Regions from separate parts of the Macaca mulatta genome. Here region 2 is linked to region 1. The links are chromatin contacts, called in public Hi-C maps. All regions are on one chromosome and are shown on one strand. Each heading gives the region's core, a stretch centred on a gene start, on an enhancer-like site or on the middle of the called end of the contact. The rest is flanking DNA. Distances are from core to core; before and after follow the strand shown.

Region 1 (4,633 bases), core at 858-3,357:
ACCTTTTCCTGAGCTTCTCAAACTTTAACTTGCACCTTAATCGCCCTGGGATCTTGTTGAAATGCAGATTTCTGGGTCCTATCTGCAAAAATGCTAAATCAGAAGGTCTTGGGTAGGGCTCAAGAATGGGTGATGCCAACGTTGCTGCTTTGTGAACAACAATTGAGTAGTGTTGCATTGTACTCAGTCCCGCCCCCCCCAAAAACCCCTAATAAACAGAAATATATACAAGAAAAACTTGACAGAAAGGCACTAAAACCATAGTTGTTATCTTTATATCCTAAGGTCATGGCGAATTTACATTTTAAAAATATATTTCTATATTTGCATGATTATGTGTTACCTCTATTATTTGAAACAAATAAAACTAATAATTGAGAAAACTTTTTTTTTTTGAGACGGAGTCTCGCTTTGTCGCCCAGGCTGGAGCGCAGTGGCGCCATCTCAGCTCACTTCTAGCTCCACCTCCTGGGTTCACGCCATTCTTCTGCCTCAGCCTCCTGAGTAGCTGGGACTACAGGCGCCCGCCACCACGCCTGGCTAATTTTTTTATTTTTTTTATTTTTAGTACAGACAGGGTTTCACTGTGTTAGCCAGGATGGTCTCGATCTCCTGACCTCGTGATCCGCCCGCCTCGGCCTCCCAAAGTGCTAGGATTACAGGTGTGAGCCACCGTGCCCGGCCAAGAAAACTATTTTTAAAAACTCTTTTCTGTTTTTGAGAGTCTTGCTCAGTTGCCCAGGCTGGAGTGCAGCAGTGTGATCTCAGCTCACAGCAACCTTGCCACCCGGGTTCAAGCGATTCGCCTGTCCCAGCCTCCCAAGCTACTGGGATTACAGGTGTTTGCCACCATGGCTGGCTAATTTTTTATTTTTAGTAGAGATGGGGTTTCGCCATGCTGGCCAAACTCGTCTCAAACTCCTGGCCTCAAGTGGTCTGCCTGCCTCAGCCTCCCAAAGTGCTGGGATTACAGGCATGAGCCAGCGCGCCCAGCCACTATTTTTTAAAACTAACAGAATAGCCCAAACCTTGAGTGAAGTCCCAACCTATTTTCACATGATACCAGCCAGTTGCCTATGGCTCATGGAGAACATACCAAAGAAAACTCAGGTCTAGACTCAGACTGTCTCGCTTTCAATGCTAGCTCTGCCTCCTACTAGCTGGGTGGCTATCAGCAAACAAGTTACGTTCTTATGTCCCAGTCTCCTCGGAAAAAGAGTATCACTTCACAGAGCCACTGTATAGTGGAAAGGTGTTCATTTGTATAAATCCCTTAGAATGGAACTTAGCAACTAACGCTAAATTATAACCACTTCTCATGCCTAAATACATGACCCACACATTCTCTGATTTATGTGAATAAAACAAGAATAATAACAAATCTTACTCACATGGGGCTCTGCTGCCTCCTCCTCTGTGCAGTGCTTTTTGAGAAGTCAGCGCTGGGGAAGAAAAAGGGGCTGTGAAATAACTAGAATTATGTCTCCATCCCCGATACATCACAGTGGCATCTCCCAGTACCAGTTAGAAGCAACCCTCTCCTTCCTAAAAAGAGGTCAGAGGCAATCCAGCTTCATGGGCTCCCAGGAGTTCGCTACAAAATGGGAGTTTCTAGGGAAATTTTAGTAGTATTGGTAATTCACATGCCAGGCAGTTTTAAACTTTTTGTACTACCTCGTTTTCTCTCAAAACATTAGGAAGGTATGGCTTTCATTTTCCTTCAGAACAGCAAACGAAGGTACGGGGATTAACTAACTCGCCCAGTGTGATACTGTATGAAGTGGTAGGGCTGGCTCATCAGGTGGGGGAGTCACAATGAGGGAGCGAATAGCCCAAGAGACCTTCAAACCCGACGAAGCATCACCCCAACCGCACGAAGCCACTACGCCCCCAATGCAAACAAGCTCCGTCGAGGGAAACGCAAAAGACCATCCTGGCCCCTCAAACCGCCGCTCTTTGCCGCTACTCCTTTTTTTCTCCAAACAAAAGACCGCTAGTTGTTGACACAAGCCCATTTCGGGGAAGTTTGAAAGGTTCCTGAGAAGCTGACCTGAATCACCAGAGCCGGGGAAAAGATGGCTGCTACGTCGTCTTCCTGGGCGGAAGTGCCTGCAATTATCAAGAGCACCGGGACTACACTTCCCAGAATTCCACAGCACTGCCTTCCTCGAGCCGGAAGTGCCCACAACTACCTGGAAAGATTGGACTGTAGTTCCCAGGATTCCAGGGGAAATGTTTACAGCCTTAACTGTAGCTGAGGTATGTGCGAGTACACGGAGCTCCGGACTACATATCACAGAATACTAGAGTTGGGGGAAAAACAGAACAGTACCGCCCTCCTGGACTACACTTCCGGAATATCCAACCCTTCTGATGTGGAAGTACCTGATGTGGAAGTACCTTCTGATGTGGTAGTACTCAACTACCTTGAGCTCCTGGTTTTCATTTCCCAGAATCCCTCACTTCTCTTTAGGTATTATTATGGTCTGAGTGTTTTATGGCCCCCACCAAATTCATATGTTGAAATCCTAACTCCCAAGATGATGGTATTAGGAGGTGGAACCTATGGGAAGTGATCAGATCAAAAGGGCAATGCCCTCATGACTAGCATTAATGCTCTCTTAGAGGTGGCCTGAGGGAGCTCCTTCGCCTCTTTAGTTATGTGAGGACACAGCCAGAAGGACCATGTATAACTTAGAAAGTGGGACCTCACCAGACACTGAATCTGCTGGCACCCAATCTTGGGCTATGTGCCAGCAATTCCACTCCTAAGTAAATACCCAAGAGAACTGAAACATGTCCACACAAAAACTTGTTCTAAAAAAGTTCATAGCAGCATTAGTCATAATAGTCAAAGTGGATACGACCCAATGTCCATCAACTGATGAGTGGATAAACAAAATGTGGTCTATCCATATAATGCAATATTTAGTAATGTGAATGAACAAGATACTGATTCATGTTACAACATAGATGAACTCTGACGACATTATGCCAAATGAAAGAAGCCAGACACAAGAAACCATATGTGGTATGATTCCATTTGTATCAAATGTGCAGAATAGGCAAATCCATAGAGACAGAAAGTAAATTAGTTGTTTCCAGGCCTGGGGAGATGTAGCTGGGAATGGGGAGTGACTGTTAATACCTAGGGTTTGTTTTTTTTTTTCTTACTTTTTTAGAGACAGCGTCTTGTTATGTTTCCCAGAATGAAGTACAGTGGCTATTCACAGGCATGATCATAGCATACTGCAGCCTTAAATTCCTGGGCTCAAGTGATCCTCCCCCATCAGCCCCCTGAGTAGCTGAGACTCCAGGCATGCACCACCACACCCAGCTCATGTAGGGGGTTTCTTTTGGGAGCAGACGAAAGAGTTCTAGGATTAGATAGTGGTAATCATTGCACAATATCGTGGATCTTTTCAAAGACACAAAAATGTTATGTGACAGTATCCCCTAAGTGTTAAAATGTAGCTAAACTCAAAGCTAAGACAGGGAAATCCCAAGGGCCAAAGATGAACAGGAAAGTCAAGCCCACAGATGGCAAAACTGAATTATCCCACAAGGGCTGGGCATACTAGGTAAGAGCTAAGGAGTTAATCTTGAGTGTGGATGGGAGTTAGAGTAGCCATGCATTTTGGGAGACATGAACTATACAATACTAGAAATGAGACAGTTCTCTCCTCTTGACTGTGAACAACCAACCACCAACCAAAAACAAATAAAGCCAGATAGCTCCCAGTTTCTACAGCTATCTTGTGACTAACCTGAAGACTCAGGTCACAAGGAAGGTAGATGTAGACTGTACCTACAGTCATCAGTTATGGGGTGGAGGGGCAAGAAATTATTTGGTTTAGTCTACTAGTTTTGGTTACAAATTACCTTGAAGGAAGATGACCTAATGTAGTATCTGGTCATACAAAGAAAGAAAAAGAAAAGAATATAGGTACTGGATTTCTGAAGCCCTGTGTTCAGAAAAGAGTTAACATAGGCCTGAGGCTGTTATACTTAAAAGGCCTGCTTGCAACAGGCTATAGTTTGATGGTGTTACCTTGTTAAAACTTAATCCCTTCTTGCTCTTTCATTGCTCCCACCATATGAGGACATAGCACCTGTCTCCTCCAGAAGATGCAGCAACTAGATGCCATATTGGAAGCAGAAAGCAGCAGCCCTCACCAGACATTAAACCTGCCAGCATCTTCACTATGGACTTCCCAGCCTCAAGCACTGTGACAGATAAATTTATATTGTTTATAAATTACCTAATCTGTGGTATTCTGTTATAGCAGCACAAGATACAAGGTTAGTCCTTGACTGGTGTTCAGGAACTTGAATTTCAGGAGGATTTCCAGAATTCCCTGATAAGAGTGGCTCACCATGCCCCAGCTATTTGTATAATGTGATTTATGCTGAATTCCTTCTGGGAATCTAGAATTTTGGCCCAAGCTGGCCTATGTGACCAGTTCCAGAACAAAACAAACAAAACACAACACAGTGCCTAGGGCACTAAGTCTCCATTGAGCTTCCGGGATAAACATTTCACATGTTACAATTCAATGCTGAAGAAACAGTACATCATGAATGATTCCACAGGAAGAGGATTATTGGAAGCTTGTACCTGATTTCTTCTGGA
Region 2 (4,636 bases), core at 2,071-4,570, 48 kb before region 1:
CCGGCTAATTTTTGTGTTTTTAGTAGAGACGGGGTTTCACCATGCTGGCCAGGCTGGTCTCAAACTCCTGACTTCATGTGATCCACCTGCCTCAGCCTCCTGAAGTGCTGGGATTACAGGCATGAGCCACTGTGCCTGGCCCCATCTTCTTTTAGATTTTTTTTAGTCTCAATATTCTTCAGAATAAGAACACATGCTGATTAAATTTAGTATTTGCTAAGAGAATATTTTTAAAGTTAGAAGAATGACACAAAACCATATAAACCCCAGACCAGTTGAGCACAAATAAAAGGGATAAGTTGAACAAAAAAACACAAGAAAGGAGAACAAAATATACACAGAGATAGTAAAAGCAAATTATCCCAGACTGCACTAAAAAAAAAAAAAAATTATATAAATATATTCTAAAAGACACTACAAAAACATAATGACAAAAAGTTTGAAAGAAAAAGACCGAAAAAAGATATAATATACTGAGCAAATAGCAAAATAAAGCTTCAGTTTCAGAGGTCATGGTAAAATATGAAAAAAAAACTGACCCCAGCTACTCAGGAGGCTGAGGCAGAAGAATCGCTTGAACCCAGGAGGCGGAGGTTGCAGTGAACCAAGATGGGGCCACTGCACTCCAGCCTGGGCAACAGAGCGAGACTCCATTAAAAAAAAAAAAAAAAACTGACCTGATATCTGGTATATGCTTTAAGACAACCATCTGCAGCCTTTTTGGCACCAGGGACCAGTTTCGTGGAAGACAATTTTTCCATGGATGGGGACAGGGGAGATGGTTTGGGGATGAAATGTTCCACCTCAAATCATGAGGCATTAGTTACATTCTCATAAGGAGCGCACAACCTAGATCCCTTGCATATGCAGTCCCTCCTATGAGAATCTAATGCCCCTGCTAATCTGGCAGGAGGCAGATCTTAGGTGGTACCACTCCAATCACCTCCTTCTGTGCCATCAGGTTCCTAACAGGCCACAGGCTAGTACCAGGTCTGCTGCCCAGGGGTTGGGGACTCCTGCTTTAAGACAATCTAGTTTGTTTTTTTTTTTTTTTTTTTTTTTTAAAGGAGCGGGGGTGGAAGGAGGTGGAGATAGTCTGCAGCAAATGTTGTGTTGGTTACACAAGATTCACTGCACCACTCATTTGACAGTTGAATATGCTTGAAATTTTTCAGCTGGGCGCAGTGGCTCATGCCTATAATCCCAGCACTTTGGGAGGCCGAAGTGGACGGATCACCTGAGGTCAGGAGGTTGAGATTAGCCTGAGTAACATGGTGAAACCCTGTCTCTACCAAAAATACAAGAATTAGTTGGGGATGGTGGCACACACCTGCTATCCCTAAGTTACTCAAGAGGCTGATGCAGGATAATCACTTGAACCTGGGAGGTGGAGGTTGCAGTGAGTTGAGATTGTGCCATTGCACTCCAGCCTGGGCAACAAGAGTGAATCTCCGTATCACAAAAAAAGAAAGAAAGAAAGAAAGAAAAAAAGAAAATTTTCATAATATATTAAGAAAAAAACTACACAGAATACCAAACCTATTTTGAGAAACATCCATAGCAAATACTAAAGAGAAACACTATAAAGTGTCAGCAGTTTTATTATAAGTAATTTTTTCTTTATTCTTATGTTTTCTGAATCACTGTCCAATAGAAATATACTGAGACACATACGTAATTTTAAATTTTCTAGCAGTGACATATAAAAAAGGCAAAACAAAAACAAACAAAAATAGGCAAAGTTAATTTTAACAATATATTTTATTTAAGCCATTGAATCCAAAATATTACCATTTTGACAAATAATACAAAAAATTGTCAGTAAGGCATCTTACACTTTTTGCACAAAGTTTTTGAAATCCAGTGTGTATTTAACACTTATAGCACATCTCAATTTGAACTAGACACATTTCAAGTGCTCCTAGGGCACACATGGCTTACAGCTACTGGATTGGATAGTGCATCCTATAATAAGCATTCATTACTTCTATAACCAGAATATGACATATTTTGACATGGAATGAAATTAAGTGAGATGTTGTAAGATTTTTCTAAAAAATTCAAAATTCATCAGTGCAGTTTTTGAGGTCTTCCACAGTAAAATCTATACCTACATTCCCAAGGCTGATTTCCAACGACTCACCTGTAGCCATATGGATTACTATTTAAGATAACTGAAGATGACTATATCATTAAGATCACAGACACTGAAAAAGGAATAGAAAATAAACAACAAAAACCGAAGAAACAAAAACAAACAAAAAAGATCACACACTCTGAAAAGGAATGCTTGGGTTCAATCCCAAATCCACCTCTTACTATCAGTTGAATAACTTCGGGAAAGTATTTAATAACATAAGCTCTGCCTAATTGCCTCATAACATAATAACTAGACCTACTTCATCAATAGCTATGGTCCACAGACGAAAGGCTTAAAATCAAAGTGGTAAGATGTTATTGGTAATACTCATTTCCAAATAGCTTTCCTACCCACTCTCACATTTATTCAACAAATATTTCATCATTTTTCAGTAGTAACTTACTGAGTGAAGGAAACTTGACTAACTGAAAGGGCAGAAAACGGAGCAACAAAGTGCGTTCAAGAGCAGGTACCTGGGGCTATGCTGGGAGAAGCCAAGAAGTCCCTCCTTCCTCCTCTTTGCGAATTAGGAGCCGGTGAATAAAAGGACGCTGTCAGCACGATGGAGTCTCCATCCCGGATAAATGGCAGTAAATATCCCCACGCATTGGAGCTCGAGGACTCAATCCTTCCTTAAAAAAAAAAAAAAAAAAAAAATCAGTAAAAGTTCGGAAAGAGCTCGGTCTCCTGAAGGATACGTCAAGACATAAAGCCCTGACCTTTCTTCTCTCTTCACTGGAGCTTCCAGTAACAAGGGCGCTTGTGAGGTAATCACTGTATAACCAGCACAAGCCAACCCAGTATCTGGTGCCACCACTGTTCTAAGGTTTCACGCGTATTATCTTGTTTAATTCTAATTACAACCCTACCCAGTAACTACTATCTTTACTGCTATTTTAAAGATGAGGAAATAGGAGCGCGGATCATAGTTAACTCGCTGTTTATTATACCCACAGAAGTAGCGGCGCTGCTCGCCAAGTCCAGGAGGAGAGCAAACTTCCACCCTCGGCCTCTCGGCCTCCGCCGCGGCCGCGACCTCTCCATCCTAAGACTGATGGCTGGGGTGCGCCTATTCCCAAGCGGAGGCTGAAAAGGTTCAAGAGGGGTCGTGGTGGGTGACGGGTTGACTCACCTCCCAGACCCAAAAGATGGTGGCAGCCTCGCTTTCTGGGGCGGAAGTGGCTCTCCCTGCCCAGAGCTCTTGAACTACCCTTCCCAGAAGGCCCGCGCTCCTGAGGCCCAATTGTTTCCGGACAGAGTTCTGGAATACGTTTCCCAGAATTCCCAGGAGCAAGAATCATCCAGCTGTCGCCCTCTTCGCGCTTAAAAAACAAACAAACAAACAAACAAAAAAGGAAGAGAAAGAGCGAGTGAGAGAGGGTTACCGAGAGTGTGACAAAAGAACCTCCAAATTCTCGGAGCTCCCGGACTACAACATCCAGAATCCCCTTTATGGCTTCTTGCTGTTTAGCCAGGCCGAAGCAGTTCTCTGATTTCAGTGGAATTTAGGTTTTTCTTATTAACAAAAAGTAACAGCAAATGTGTGAAGAATTGGAGCCCTAAAATAAAAAAAAGATTATAGGCCGGGCGCGGTGGCTCACGCCTGTAAGCCCAGCACTTTGGGAGGCTGGGGGGCTGGAGGGGGCAGATCACTTGGTCACGAGTTCGAGACCAGCCTGGGCCAATATGATGAAACCCTGTCTCTACTAAAAATATAAAAATTAGCCGGGTGTGGTGGCGCGCGCCTGTAGTCCCAGCTACTTGAGAGGCTGAGGCAGAAGAAACACTTGAACCCGGGAGGTGGAGGTTGCAGTGAGCCAAGATCGTGCCACTGCACTCCAGCCTGGGTGACAGAGTGAGACTCTGTCTCAGAAAAACAAAAAATAAAACAAACGTTTATAAGAAGCAGATCATGTGATCCTGTACTAATAGAATTATACCCACCACGTCCCCAAAAAAGGCAGGGGAAACCCTTTTTCACATTTAACAGGATCAACTAATAGGAAAACTACTCTTTAGTTACAAAAAGAATGAAAGAACAACCAAAAAATGCAAGGAAGGCAGAATATATTGTGGATTTCCACTTTTGTTAATAGCACAGTCATATAATTCAGAATAGCTTGCTTGCTGAAGATAGCTAGACATAGAAAACACAAGCTTTGGCATATTGTATGATCAACTCCTCAAAGCAACTGAGGCCACTGTATTCATTCCTCAAGGAGTTTCTGACTCTGAAAGATGAACAAGTTTATTACTTCAGTGTTTAAACCATGATCTTTATTTGCTTATTAAATGTATGATGGAATTGATGTTTCCAAGAATTGAGGGTTGAAAGAAGAGAGCAATATCTAAAAATATCCACATATCCACTACAGTACGTTTGCAGTTCTCATTTACTAAATATATATTCTTTATTCTGTTATATATAACTATCTCTTATAAAGAACCAAGTATGTGCCAGGAACTAGTCCAAACTATTCAGACTCTGGGACCCTC

Evidence for each region. Hi-C and Micro-C count contacts between places; a contact is called where the count stands out from the background.
Region 2: a contact with region 1 is called in a Hi-C map of fetal cortical plate, with 1.6 times the contacts expected there. The contact joins the promoter of ZNF227 here to the promoter of ZNF226 in region 1. A contact is called at or near these places in 2 of 14 Hi-C or Micro-C datasets (cortical neurons and fetal cortical plate).

What each region holds. Positions count from the first base shown.
Region 1 is chr19:56,550,777-56,555,409 of T2T-MMU8v2.0, reverse strand. It overlaps ZNF226 (zinc finger protein 226), which reads right to left and starts at 2,107. Exons shown (of 8, transcript XM_077983224.1): 1 at 2,051-2,107; 2 at 1,392-1,442. It overlaps LOC144337580 (a long non-coding RNA gene), which reads left to right. Exons shown (of 2, transcript XR_013410797.1): 2 at 688-1,445.
Region 2 is chr19:56,599,558-56,604,193 of T2T-MMU8v2.0, reverse strand. It overlaps ZNF227 (zinc finger protein 227), which reads right to left and starts at 3,320. Exons shown (of 9, transcript XR_013410792.1): 1 at 3,095-3,320; 2 at 2,614-2,772.